Regions from separate parts of the Mus musculus genome. Here region 1 is linked to region 2. A link is a contact called in public promoter capture Hi-C data. All regions are on one chromosome and are shown on one strand. The core of a region is the stretch at or near the end of the contact, and the rest is flanking DNA. Distances in the headings are between cores, read along the strand shown. Region 1 overlaps Sh3pxd2a (SH3 and PX domains 2A). Region 2 overlaps Neurl1a (neuralized E3 ubiquitin protein ligase 1A).

Evidence for each region. Capture Hi-C pulls out chosen DNA fragments and counts their contacts.
Region 1: a promoter capture Hi-C map of adipose tissue shows a contact between it and region 2. The contact joins two enhancer-like sites. A contact is called at or near these places in 2 of 115 datasets of contacts at active chromatin or transcription factors (microglia and pancreatic cancer cells) and 1 of 9 other capture datasets (adipose tissue).

The regions. Positions count from the first base shown.
Region 1 is chr19:47,439,704-47,445,667 of GRCm38.p6, reverse strand. The region is part of intron 1 of Sh3pxd2a (SH3 and PX domains 2A); the gene reads left to right. Among named protein-coding and RNA genes, the nearest start is that of Gm52384, 13 kb to the left of the region's middle. Within about 2 kb of position 4,222, at least 98 of the 459 cell types and tissues checked have an H3K27ac peak or open chromatin away from gene starts, as enhancers often do. A contact at or near this core is called in adipose tissue and microglia, where this site is marked.
Region 2 is chr19:47,222,974-47,228,977 of GRCm38.p6, reverse strand. All of the region lies in intron 1 of Neurl1a (neuralized E3 ubiquitin protein ligase 1A), which reads right to left. Among named protein-coding and RNA genes, the nearest start is that of Gm36693, 24 kb to the right of the region's middle. Within about 2 kb of position 3,992, at least 55 of the 459 cell types and tissues checked have an H3K27ac peak or open chromatin away from gene starts, as enhancers often do. A contact at or near this core is called in adipose tissue and microglia, where this site is marked.

The DNA.
Region 1 (5,964 bases), core at 2,973-5,472, 220 kb before region 2:
TGCTGGTTCTCCTCCTCACAAACCAATCTGACCTCCACTGGATGATATAATAAATTCTAATCTCTTCCTCATTCCTTGCCAACCCATCTCTCCTGCCTGCAATGAAAGTCCTTTTTATAATTTTCCACCCAGGTCTCACTAATGGGCCCAGAAACCTAAAACCTTCCATTATCTGAAGAACACAGCCAGCTTTTCAAAACTAAACCTCCTTTGTTTTCTCCCTTAATCTGAACTAAGCCCTTCCTATCTATCTTCCTTCTCCACTGAGCTGGGAGCCTCTCTGGCAGGTTCTGTAGACCGTCCAGGAAAGGCTGAAAGTTGTGTTGCTTCACATGGTGGGGGAATGACTCTAGTCCTCCCGGGTTGCTTCTCTCCTTCAGAAGCCAGGTTTGGTATTTAGCTCTGTTTAAACTGTGACCGTGCTGGCAGGTGGAAACCAACTGGGTTTATCTGCTGGGCATAATGACAGGAAAAAGGATGCTACAAATACTTCCCAGGCGCTGGCCTGGGCCAGATTCTCAGTCATCACTGTTCCATGACACCTCATGTTGCTGAAATTGACTATTATTGGTTTGGGGGTTGGGGTTTGTTTTTTGGTCATTTTATTTCTTTTTATTTAAAATTATACTTATTTATATTTATTTTTTAAAGATTGATTTTAATTTTATGTGTATGGATATTTTATCCGCATATACATTTGTGTACTACATGCATGCCTGGTGGCCCAGGAGGCCAGAAGAAGGTATGGGGCCCCTGGAACTAGAGTTAATTACAGCTGGTTGTGAGCCGAGAACATGGGTGCTGGGAACCTTGCTCAGGTCTGCAATAGAGGAGCAGCAGATGCGCTTAACCCCTGGGCCACCTCTCTGGCTCCTGTCTGCGATTTCACTTTGCCCCATCACAGTGAGGCTTAGACATGGCGTCAGGTCCGGTGTTCTGAGCCTATTATGTGCTTGTCTGAGTTCTCCAGTTACACCGTGAGCTGTGACCCGGCAACATCAGCGTCTCCTCCCCCCTCGCCTCTGTCCGTGCCCCCAACCCCCCACCCTCCGCAGGGTTTTTCACTTAGCAGATGCTCAGTAAATACTTGCTGAGTGGTTGACACAGATTGCATGCTATCTGTCATCTTCAAAGGTTAGGACCAGACCGTTAAAAAAAAATAAACAAAATCTTTCTCTTAAAAGAAGGCATTACCTCCTGCCCTTCCCTTGCAAATGTTCCTTCTAGTCTTATTTATTGCTTTTTTGGGGGGTAGGGAGTCTTAGGAGAGCGACTCAGAAAGCCCCTTTAATTTAAGAGAGATGCCATAAATCACACCCATTACGGAGGGATCAAATGCCTGCGTGCGTGCGCCCTATAAGTGGATTAGGGGCGCACACTTGGGATGGCTCCTCTGTTTGTCCCCCACCCATCTGCAGGGCTGGCCTTCCCTGGCAGTGTGTGGTATCCTACTAATTGCTCTTCAATAAACAACAGTCTGTTGAAAACCTCCCATGAAAAAAAAGTGCCGTCTATGTATTGTATCGGGAAAACTAAATATTATGGGAAAGGCCAAATATTTCCACTGTGTTAAGAAAATAAGAGCCCCGGCTGTATGGAGCTTCCCTCTCAGTGGGCAAAAGACTCGGTGGAGACTTCAAAGAGGGAAAAGCTGTCAGGACAGCCAGGGCAGTGGCTCCATTAAAGAGGAGTGAGTGTGTGCATCCTACTCGTGGCTGCAGAAGCTGCAACATTCTCTCTGCCTCCGGGAGGATGGTGGAATCTGGGTGATGGAGCTGTAATGGAGTCCTTAGTATCTGGGCAGCATCTGAGCTGGAGGGCCCCTGACCGCACGTGGACCATCTGATGAGTCTCTTCTGGCCAGTTCCACCCACCTCTCATCACTGGGTTAAGCAGGCGGGGTTGGCTGGCTTTCAGTGGGGAGAGACCTAAAAATCATTTGGCTTTTACTAAGAAGTCAGGCTAGGTTATCTAAGGGCCATCCCCAGGGAGGGGAGATCTGAGCTGCTGGCTTGCCCATTTTAATGGGCTGGGGGAAGCTGTTTGAGGAGTGGCCGTAAAATTGCTCACCAGACCTGAAATATGAGAATGCTGTCTATGAGTCAGAGGGAAGAGCTCCCAGGTACAGAGAATGGGCTCTTGTTCTTCAGGGTGGTTGAAGACCTGGCACTGGCTTGCTGGGTTTCTCCTTAGCAGGATCATTCCCACCTGCCAACCCTGACTAGGTACACATCAGCTGTTAACCCAAATGCAGACGTGGAGGAACCGTTGCTTCTCGGTACAGGGACTTTCCTCTTCCTTGCTCCCAGAGGATGCGCCAGTGCACTGTGGTGACACCCTGTAGGGATGACAGCCATGCTCTTCAGCTCTGCGAATGCCTAGGAGCTGTGCAGAGTCCCAAACACCTACGCCTTCATGGAGCCTCCCATCAGCCAAGGCAGGACTGTTATTGCCTCCTTCATAGACACAGATTCAGAGGTCTGGGGGTGTGTGGTGGTGCGTGAGGATATTTCCCTGTGATCAGATAGATGAGATGTGGCACAGCTAGAATTCAGACCTAGATCCTGTGACATTTTAGCATTTTGTGCGAGATGAAGTTAGCCATTCTTCCCTGTTGGTGGCACTACTACCATCTTCTCTTCCTCTTCTCCTCCTTCCTTCTTAGGAAAATATGTATTTATTTTATGTGCATGGGTGTTTGTGCCTTCATGTATGTCTGTGCAGAACATACATTCAGTGCCTGAATGGGCAAGAAAAGTGCATCAGATCCTCTGGAACTGGAGTTACAGATGGTTGTGCGCTATCAAGCAGGTGCTAGGAATCGAACTTGGGTCCTCTAGAAGAGCAGCTAGTGCTCATAACTGCTGAGCCATCTCTCTAGCCCCACACCCTGACTTCTTAAGCCTCAGTCTTAGTTGTAAAGAGAGGACCACTTCCCAGGAACAAATGATTCACTAGGTCCAGTAGAATTGGTTACTACAGATTTTAAGAGCACTCTGGAGAGGGGCTGGTGGGCGTGGCCATGTGTCGAGCGTGCTGGGTACCAGCTGTAAGCTCTGCATCTTAGGTGCAGAACTCCCTTGAATTCTCGCAGCGCTCACGTGAGATTTGTTTTATAAATGTAGGATGAAGACTAGGAGATGATGTAGCTCTCTCTGCGCTATACAGCTCAGGGGTGGTGGAGCTGGGCCTTTGCTGGGCCTTTCCAGTGCCAAGACACATTCTCTTGGTGTGAGACCATGACAGATTGTTTTACCAGAGTGGTCGGGGAGGGGAGGCCCTGAGGGGTGTGGAGAAGGGGTTGGAAATAGCCAATCCTTCAGGCTGGGGGAAGGGAAGAGGGCTGGGGAACAGCCGGAACTATCAGGATGGGACCAGTCTTCATCACTCTCCCGAACACAGGGACTCAGTCCCCCAACTGATGCCTTGGCATTGAAGACCAGGCCTTCGTGGCTCTGCGGAGGTGACATCACTCATCCTCTGTGCTGGCTCCTTGGCTAACTGATTAGATGTGGTCATGGTGATGGGTATGACCCTGTCAGGATGACGCATCAGCCGTGGGATATCCTGGTGTGGGAAGAACTAGATTTAGCCCTGGACCATTTCTCTGTTCACTGCTTCTGTACGCTCGAAGCTGAGAGTGCTCTTCCACTGGCCCACCAACCCTTCCGAGCTCCAGCCTCCTTGCTGACCTTTGAAAGCACATCACGGTCAATAGCTCATCTGATCCCTCCTGTCTTTCACCCAGCAAGCATTTATGCAGCACCTACTGTGTGCCAGACACCGTTTCAGATGCTGTAGAAACCTGGGTGAGCCAGAGCGGTCGCTCTCCAGAGAAGAGGGAGGCCCCAGGCTGACTGGGTGGACCAGCCTGAGTCAGATCATCTCTGAAGGAAGTGTGTGGTGAGCTGAGCAGGAACTGGGCAGAAGGAAGGAAGTGATCTCTGAGCAGGAGTAGAAGCTGCTGTCTATACTAACTGTACATGGCAGTGGCAGGTGTTCGGGGGAGGGGACACCTGGCAAAGGCCAGTGGGAGAGAGAAAGGGAAGAGGTGACTCGGTTTCCCTTTACTGTCGCCATATTCTGGGATGTGCCCCGGGGCTGTATCTCGGACTCTGAATGTTTGATGATGACCAAGATGGGCTTCTCATGTTGCCCTGTTCACGTTTATCAGTGACACGGGGAGACAGGAGAGAGAGCACTCTAAGAGGTACCAGGCTTAGCTTTCAAAACTAACTTGAGGAAGGTTGGAGTGGAATGGGCAGGAGGAAGAAATGCAGGAAACAGCCCCGTTTACAGTAGCATCATAGAGTAGAAAACCCATGTTATTCTTGTGCCTTGCAAGTCTGACACTGTCCATCAAATAACAATCCCCGTCCCCTCCACCACAACCCAACAGCTGCTCTCTCACCTTGTTTGGGTAATAATCCTAAAAGTTGCATGAAGTCAGGAGCCCAAGTACAGCAGGGGCTGCAGACACAGAAGTGGGAGGAGCCAGGGGCTGGGTCACTTGTTCATTAGAAAGGAACGAACTCAGCCCTGTGAGTGACTTTCAGGTCCTGGGGCTGTAGCCCTAGAACTTGCATTTCTGAGATGCTGTCACTGGAGTTCAAGGTGGAGAAAGATGAGGGGGAGACCGTGTCTGTTCTGCCTGAGCCCATTTGCACAGGTGAGCATTGCTTTCAACCCCCACCCCAACCGAGTCCCACCCTCACATGCAGCATTTGCCGAGATGAGCGGCTGGATAGGGAAGCTCCGAGACGGGCCACCAGAGGCATCCCTGGGCCAGGAAGAGGACATATCAGGGGGTCCCTACAGGAGCCGGAGGAAGGGAGGATCAGATAGACCCAAAGACTGAACTAATGGTCACATACCCAGAGACGAACGGATGGCCTTACTTGTGACTTCCTTACTGACTCTGGACCCATGCAGGAAAAACCTTTCTCCTATGAGAATGTTCTTGTGTCTCATGGGCCCATGCACTTGAAACACCTGGTCCCTGGATCCCTCTGTAGAGAGTCGACTCTTGTTACGGAGTACAGCAGTGTTGGGGCCTAGATGCAAGAACGAGATGCGTGGACAGTTGTCGTCTATACAAGGCTGTGCCCAGACTTGCTCCATGCTTGCTCACCACAGACCACAGTCACAGACCTTGTGGGGATGGAGCTGAGTATAAACCTTAGCTCCTGAGTCCAGGTCTCTTTCTCTCAGTCCCTTGTCCAGCCTCTGAGCTGGGGATGAGTTGCCTGGAGCGGAGGCTCTGACCTATTATAGCCTTCCTCTAGGAGGTCTTTCCCCAGACACAGAAAATCTCAAAGGCAGAGGACATTAGGACCCGGGCACACTTGTCAGTCACGCCCCAGTTCTGCTTTCTCCCCTACCAAGCCCCAAAGCCACTGACAGAACAAACACCACGTCTGTATCTCTTCTGACTGGCCACTTCTCTATCTTCTGGAGGTTTCCATGAAAGGAGGCAGCTGGTCTTGAAGAGTCAATAGAAAGAGGTCACCAGGGAGTGAGTGCCATGTAGGACGCTTGCCATGGGGCATCAAGCTTCCAGAATAGCTCTGTAAGGCCATGTGCTTCCTTCTAGATGCAGGGAGTGGTCACAAGATGCTAGTGCCCAGCCTGAGGGAGCACAGGGCCCAGCCTGAGGGAGCACTCTAGGGCGGGACTTGGGGTGTGGGTCCCAAGATGCCTGGCTTGACCTAACTGTCCCCACTGAGGGGTGGCCCCGCCCACCACCTGTTCTTTCCCTCAGCTCAGCACATCTGTCCGTGGGCTCCCCACCTCCCTCTCACTTGAGATACCACCAATTCTCTAAGATGCAGTGACTCCGTCAAGTTTTGCCACAAGGTGGGAAAGGACAGTCTCACTAGGATTATAATCCCAGCTGGCTGTTCTAGTCATGTGACCTTGGGCAAGCTTTGAACCCTTTTGGAAGTTCAGCATCTTCTGCTGGAG
Region 2 (6,004 bases), core at 2,743-5,242:
TCCCCCCCCTTGCCCTCCCCTGAGGCCAGCCGGCATGGCAGGGCCAGGCGGCCCCTTTTGCACCCCCACGCTCCCTCTCCCTCCCGCATGGACACGCCTGCCCGCCAGCCAGCCGGCCACACACGCACACCCCCTGGTTGTGCTTGCTGCCTCCAGCTCCCACCCACTGGGAGCCTCCCCCACCTCCTTGCTGGTTCAGGCAAAGGGATCTGTCATGTTTATTTACATAAGGAGGAGGAGACTGGAGGCTTCCTGAAATAGCCAAGCTCCAGAAAGCACTGGAGATGCCCCAGCAGAACACACACCATACACAGACAGACACACAGACACACACCACACACTGTCCCATGGAGATACACACAACACCTTCCCAGTCACCCAAGCCAACAGCCATCAGCCATTCAATCTTCGGGGGACATCTTGAAGCTCCATATGATAAGGGATGAAGCAGGGTGGGATGGGAACAGTATTGACTGTATCCCTGCCCTCAGGGTACCACAGTCAAGCTAGGGAGCTTAAATGTAAAAACTCACACCATTTCCATCTTCTTCTAGACTCCGCGTTAATACTTGGTAAGGCTTAACTCCTTCTGTCCTCAAAGGCTGCCTAACCTCTGACCTCAGCGTCAACAGGTACCATAAGCACCTTTGCAAGGTCAGAAGTCTATGACAAGAGAGTTAACCAGAGGTAGCAGGGCTGGGATGGGGAGGACACAGGAAGTATGCCAGAATCCAGGCTTTTACCCCCAAGCCGAGTTGTCTTGTTTTGTTTTTTGTTTTTTGTTTTTTTGAGACAGAGTTTCTCTGTGTAGCCTTGGCTGTCCTGGAACTCACTCTGTAGACCAGGCTGGCCTCGAACTCAGAAATCCGCCTGCCTCTGCCTCCCAAGTGCTGGGATTAAAGGCAGGTGCCACCACTGCCCGGCCAGGTTATCATTTTTAACCACACACACTCACACACTTGCATAGCCACACTAACCCACACAGAATGTCTGCATCATGCTACATGTCTACGAACACAGACACACGTGCTTGTGCACACAAACACGCCTGCACATACGCGCTCCTAAGCACCAACCACTGTGCCCACCTACCCCTCTCCTGCCCCGAATACTACATGCATGCTCTCATATACAGACTCACATAGCTTCTGGAGGAATGTTAAGGTGCAGAACCCTGCACCTTGGTGGCAGGAAGAAAGCACAGACGGCCTGAGGAAAACCCTTCTAGCCCCAGGAGGCAAGCCCAGATCGCCATCAGAACAGCAAAGCCATTCACTGAGCTTCACAGTACGTGGGACAATGCACGGTGTCCATGCTGAGAGGTAAGAGCTATTCTTAAACCCATTTTACAGAAAAGACGGTGTGTGTCCTGAGAGGCAAAGAATCTGCCTGGGGAATCCCAGAATGTCACAACAGAACCAGGACTCCAGCCTAGGCAGGGATAGGAAACACACTCACTACCTGTCACACTCTCCCTAGGATAAGCACCTTGACCAAGACAGCGCGAGAGTTCCTATCTCCCAAGCCCTGTCCTGCACCGGCCAGGATCTGTAACCCCAGAGAAAGATGTGGGTGGGGAATCGGGCTGGGAAAAGAGCTGGGGGAAAGGTTGGGTTGCTGTCCCACATCCAGTGGAACTCAGGTACGCACATTGTGAGACGCTCAATCAAGCCACTGCTGCTGCCTGCGCACCCCCAACCAGAATCTGGCTGAAGGACAGAGAGAACGCACAGGGACTTTGTGTTTGCATGCGTGAATATCTGTTCAGACATGTGGGGGGGGGGATGCGCACGTCTGCCGTGCATGTGGAGGCCCGCAGTTGACACTGGGATCTTCCTCGATCACTCTCCACTTTATTTACTGAGACAAGATCTCTCACTTGAATCCAGAGCTCACCAATCAGCTAGTGTACCTAGCCACTTCTCTAGCCCCTGTCTCTGGCTCTCAGATTCTGGGACTATAGGCAGCCACCAAGCCTGCCTAGCTTTTACATGGGTTCTGGAAGGTCTGCACTCTGGTCCTCACATTTGGACAATAAGCATTTGGTACAATGAGCTGTCCCCCTAGATCCTACCTGCCTTTTAATGTACCTATCTTGGGCCTTGCTCCACTAGCCTTTCCCATAGGCAACCTAGTCTCACGGCTCAGCATCCCACATAGCAGCCTCCCTTATCACTGGCTCCTGCTTTCTTCCCACTGGGGATAGTCTCTTACCACCTGCCCAGGACTAGGGATCATGGATCGTCTCCGGAAACCTCCCTGGGGCAGCCGGTAGTTGCTAAGTCCTCGTTCTTGGAACTTGTCATTCCTCTGAACCCTGTAGCTATGTCTCTCTTCATGTCTTATTCTGCACAACACAGAGACAGCCATGAGCTATCCACGACCTATGTGCCCCAGCTCCTCCTGCGCAGAGCTCCAACCTAATGTACCTAAACCCACAGTTACTGAGCATCTATTACAAGTCATACACTAACTTACACAGTCAAGATGAGACGTGATCCACACTAGGCAGGTCCTAACTCTCGTGGATCGGGGAGGAGCAGACATTTCTCAATCAGCCACAATGCAGAATATAGTACCACTTTTCTTAAAAGGTGCTCGGAAACCAAGGATTCAGGTCCTAGCAAGCTTGAGGCAGGTTTCCCTGAGAGCCCAAAACAGGGCAAGATTTGCAGATCAATGTCTCTACCATGGAGGTGGGTCAGGAAACAGGGTGCTACAGAGAACAGATACACATGTGCACAGGTCCACGAGCTGTTGGGAGCCCAGCATATCTCCAAAGCAAGGCTGGTATGGATAGAAGTGGATCAGTAGAAGAGCCATAGGGAAATTTTCTCTTGGCAAGCAAGACTAGATAGGCCAGGGAATGTCATAAGGGCCTGGAGGAGCAGAATGAAGACCAGGCTATTTCCCTGAGAGCACCGGGGAACCCTGGCAGGGTTCAGCAGGGAGGCAACAGGACCAGACACACATTTATAAAAGGTCATTCTGCCATCTGGTGTGGGGCACTTGTGGGAAGAGACAAGGGCCAGGACAGAGAGCAGCAGCATCCGGAAGGATGGGGCTGGCACCTGGCTTGTCCTCACACCCGCCTCTGGCCTCACATCAGGCCTTGTAGAGGAGGAGGTCCTTGGAAAACGGGTCACAGTAGAATGGGGTTCATGCGGCAGGACTGGGGCTGGTGTGGTGAAAGAGTTGGGGAGCCTTTCATTTGGGTAGTGGGAAGAAAAAATGAAATAGAAGCTAGGATGGTGTCACACAGTAGCAGTTCCAACACCAGGAAATGAAAGTAGGGCTATCATGAGCTCAAGGCTAACCTGAGCTAAAGATTGAGAAACCTGTTTGGTGGGGGTAGGTAGGAAAAATTGAGAATTAGGGACCACCAAGGTAGCTCCAGGCCTTCTAGAACAGTACCACAGAACAAAGAGGTCTCCCTATCTGGATCTTGTTCCCCACAATCTGCTGCCCTGTTTTCAGAAGGAAATAGCAATGTCCTGTACCCTTCCCCAGAGCAGTGTCCGGGGCTCTTTAGAGGAGGTGGTACCCCTTCTTCAGGGTGGGACAGGCAACACATCTCCGCTAGTTATTATTCACTTGGGTACCACACAAGCCTCCACTTAATCGAAGGATCCCATTTACTGAAAGGGATGAGGCAAGAGGCATTCATTCACTGAGCAAGCTTCACTGTGCTCCACCATGAACCAACCCTCGGAAGCCAACTGGCAGGCGGACAGGGCATGGACTCGGGAAAACAATTCTAGATCGTGGTGTGAGCCATGCTGGCGTTGGGGAAGGGGCTTCTGTGGCCATAGGTGAACAGCTCTATGTTTCCACAAGCATACTGAGCAGAGGCAGTGGATGGGGTTGGGGTACAAGCTACAGTCGGGGTACAGAGTGTCTTCCACAGGCTCACACACCTGAGCACTTGGCCCAGCGAGGGGAGCTGCATTGGAAGGTCCTAGAGCCTATAAGGAAGTGAAACCTTGATGGAGGAAATGAGTGACGGGGACCTGGCCTGGACATTTTGTAGCCCAGTCCCACTTCCTGTCCACCCTCCACTTCCTGACTGAGGAGGCAAATGTGATGAGCCAGCAGTTTCTTCTGCAGCTCTGGCTTCCCACTGAACTGTGAGCAAATACCATGTCTTTGCTTACATGCACTCAGTACCCCAATATGCATGTGGGCAAAATACTCGCACACATAAAAAAAAATTTCATTAAATGGCCTTCTGTCTAGTATTTTGTCACAGCAAGGAGAGTAACTAATAACACAACTCTGTGAGCAAACCAATGAAGACAGCTAATGGTGTTTCTATTGGCTCAGTGCAGACCCTGTGCTAGGCAGAGGGCTAACCTCAGCTAACTCCACAGCATCCCTTCAGGAGTTCATGTTCACTCTCCCTCTGCAGGACATGAAACTGAGGCTCAGAGTGGTCATACTAAGGCAGATGTAGTCTTCCTCCCCGCCCCAAGGAATAGCAACTCCTCTCTAGCCACATTTGGGGAACACCAGTCCCCTGGGTTCTTTGAGCCCATGTGGCTGTCAGGACCCTCCTCCTAGACAGCCAGTTTTCTGTCAGGGATATGGCCACTGATGAGGTTGCTGCGTGTGGGCCACAGGAACTGGTCTTAGTGGATTAGAAAATCAGACCAGAAAGCAGAAGGAGGGTGTGTTGCGAGGGGACCAGGTGTATGTGTGTGTGTCCAGGACAGTGCCATGTGGAAATTAAGGGTAGATATAGCAAGATATAGACATATATGAAATCGCCAAAAGAATAATTATAAATACTCTAGGAGGCTGGAGAGATGGCTCAGCAGTGCAAAGCACTGGCTGGTCTTCCAGAGGACCTGCGTTCAATTCCCAGCACCCACATTAGGCAGCTCACAAATACCCGTAACTCCAGTTCCAGGGGATTCTACATCCCCTTCATGGCTTCTGTAAGAGCCAGGCATGCACGTGGTACACCAGCATACATGTAGGCAAAATCTCATATACATAAAAAAAATAATAACAATAGCCAGGCAGTGGTGGCGCACGCCTTTAATCCCAGCATTCAGGAGGCAGAGGCAAGCAGATCTCTGAGTTCCAGACCAGCTTGGTTTACAGAGTGAGTACCAGGACTACACAGAGAAATCCCCACTCTGTCAATATATATACTTATACATACACATATACATGTGTGTATGAACACACATATTCAAACACAACTGTAAAATTTTAAAAATTAAATATACTTTTGATAAAAGAGAAAATAAGTTTAACTAAAAAAAAAACAAAACAAAAACAAAAAAATCAAAAATAAATAAATAAATAGGACCCTGCCCGGCCAGCTTTATTGTCTGTGTGCTTCGCCCTGTCCCCAGTCTCCCTGTCCTCATGGGCTCTCATGGTGCGGTGCCCAGATCAACTCTTTCTTCACCTCATCCTCTCTCATCCACGCTTCCCACGGCCTGGCATCTCCCCTTCTGTCTAAATCCGCCTTCTCAGAGCTGAAAGTCAAAGGCAGAGCCCTTGGAAACACTGCAGTGAAAACGACCAATTCCCAGGCAGCAGCTCAGGCTGAGGGGAAAGTGCCTCCAGAGAACGGTGGGCCCAGCCCTGTCCTGAGGCAGGCAGAGGAGTCCTGAGTCCACCTCACAGGAGCAGCAAGCAAGGCCCAGCAGAGCGTGGGCTTTCCCAAGGCATTGCTGGGTGAGAACTTGGACTCAGGGCTGATGTCTTCTGTGACTAGACTCAGAGTAGCCTATAGGCAAACCCAGTGTTCAGGTAACAGCCTAAACTGGCTGAAGGAAGGGTAAATACGTTCTCATTCATGAGACTGGGGAAATGGCTGGCATGTGGAGAAGTCAGAGAGAGGCGGTGGGGAGGAGATGGAAGGCAGCTCCTTATGTTATCTATCGTGTTTGAGGTTTTGTTTTGGTTTGTTTTCCGTCAAGAACAAAGGATAATTTGATTGAGGTGATGAGTCATCTGGTATTTAGGGCTTAATGCCGACCTGCCAGGA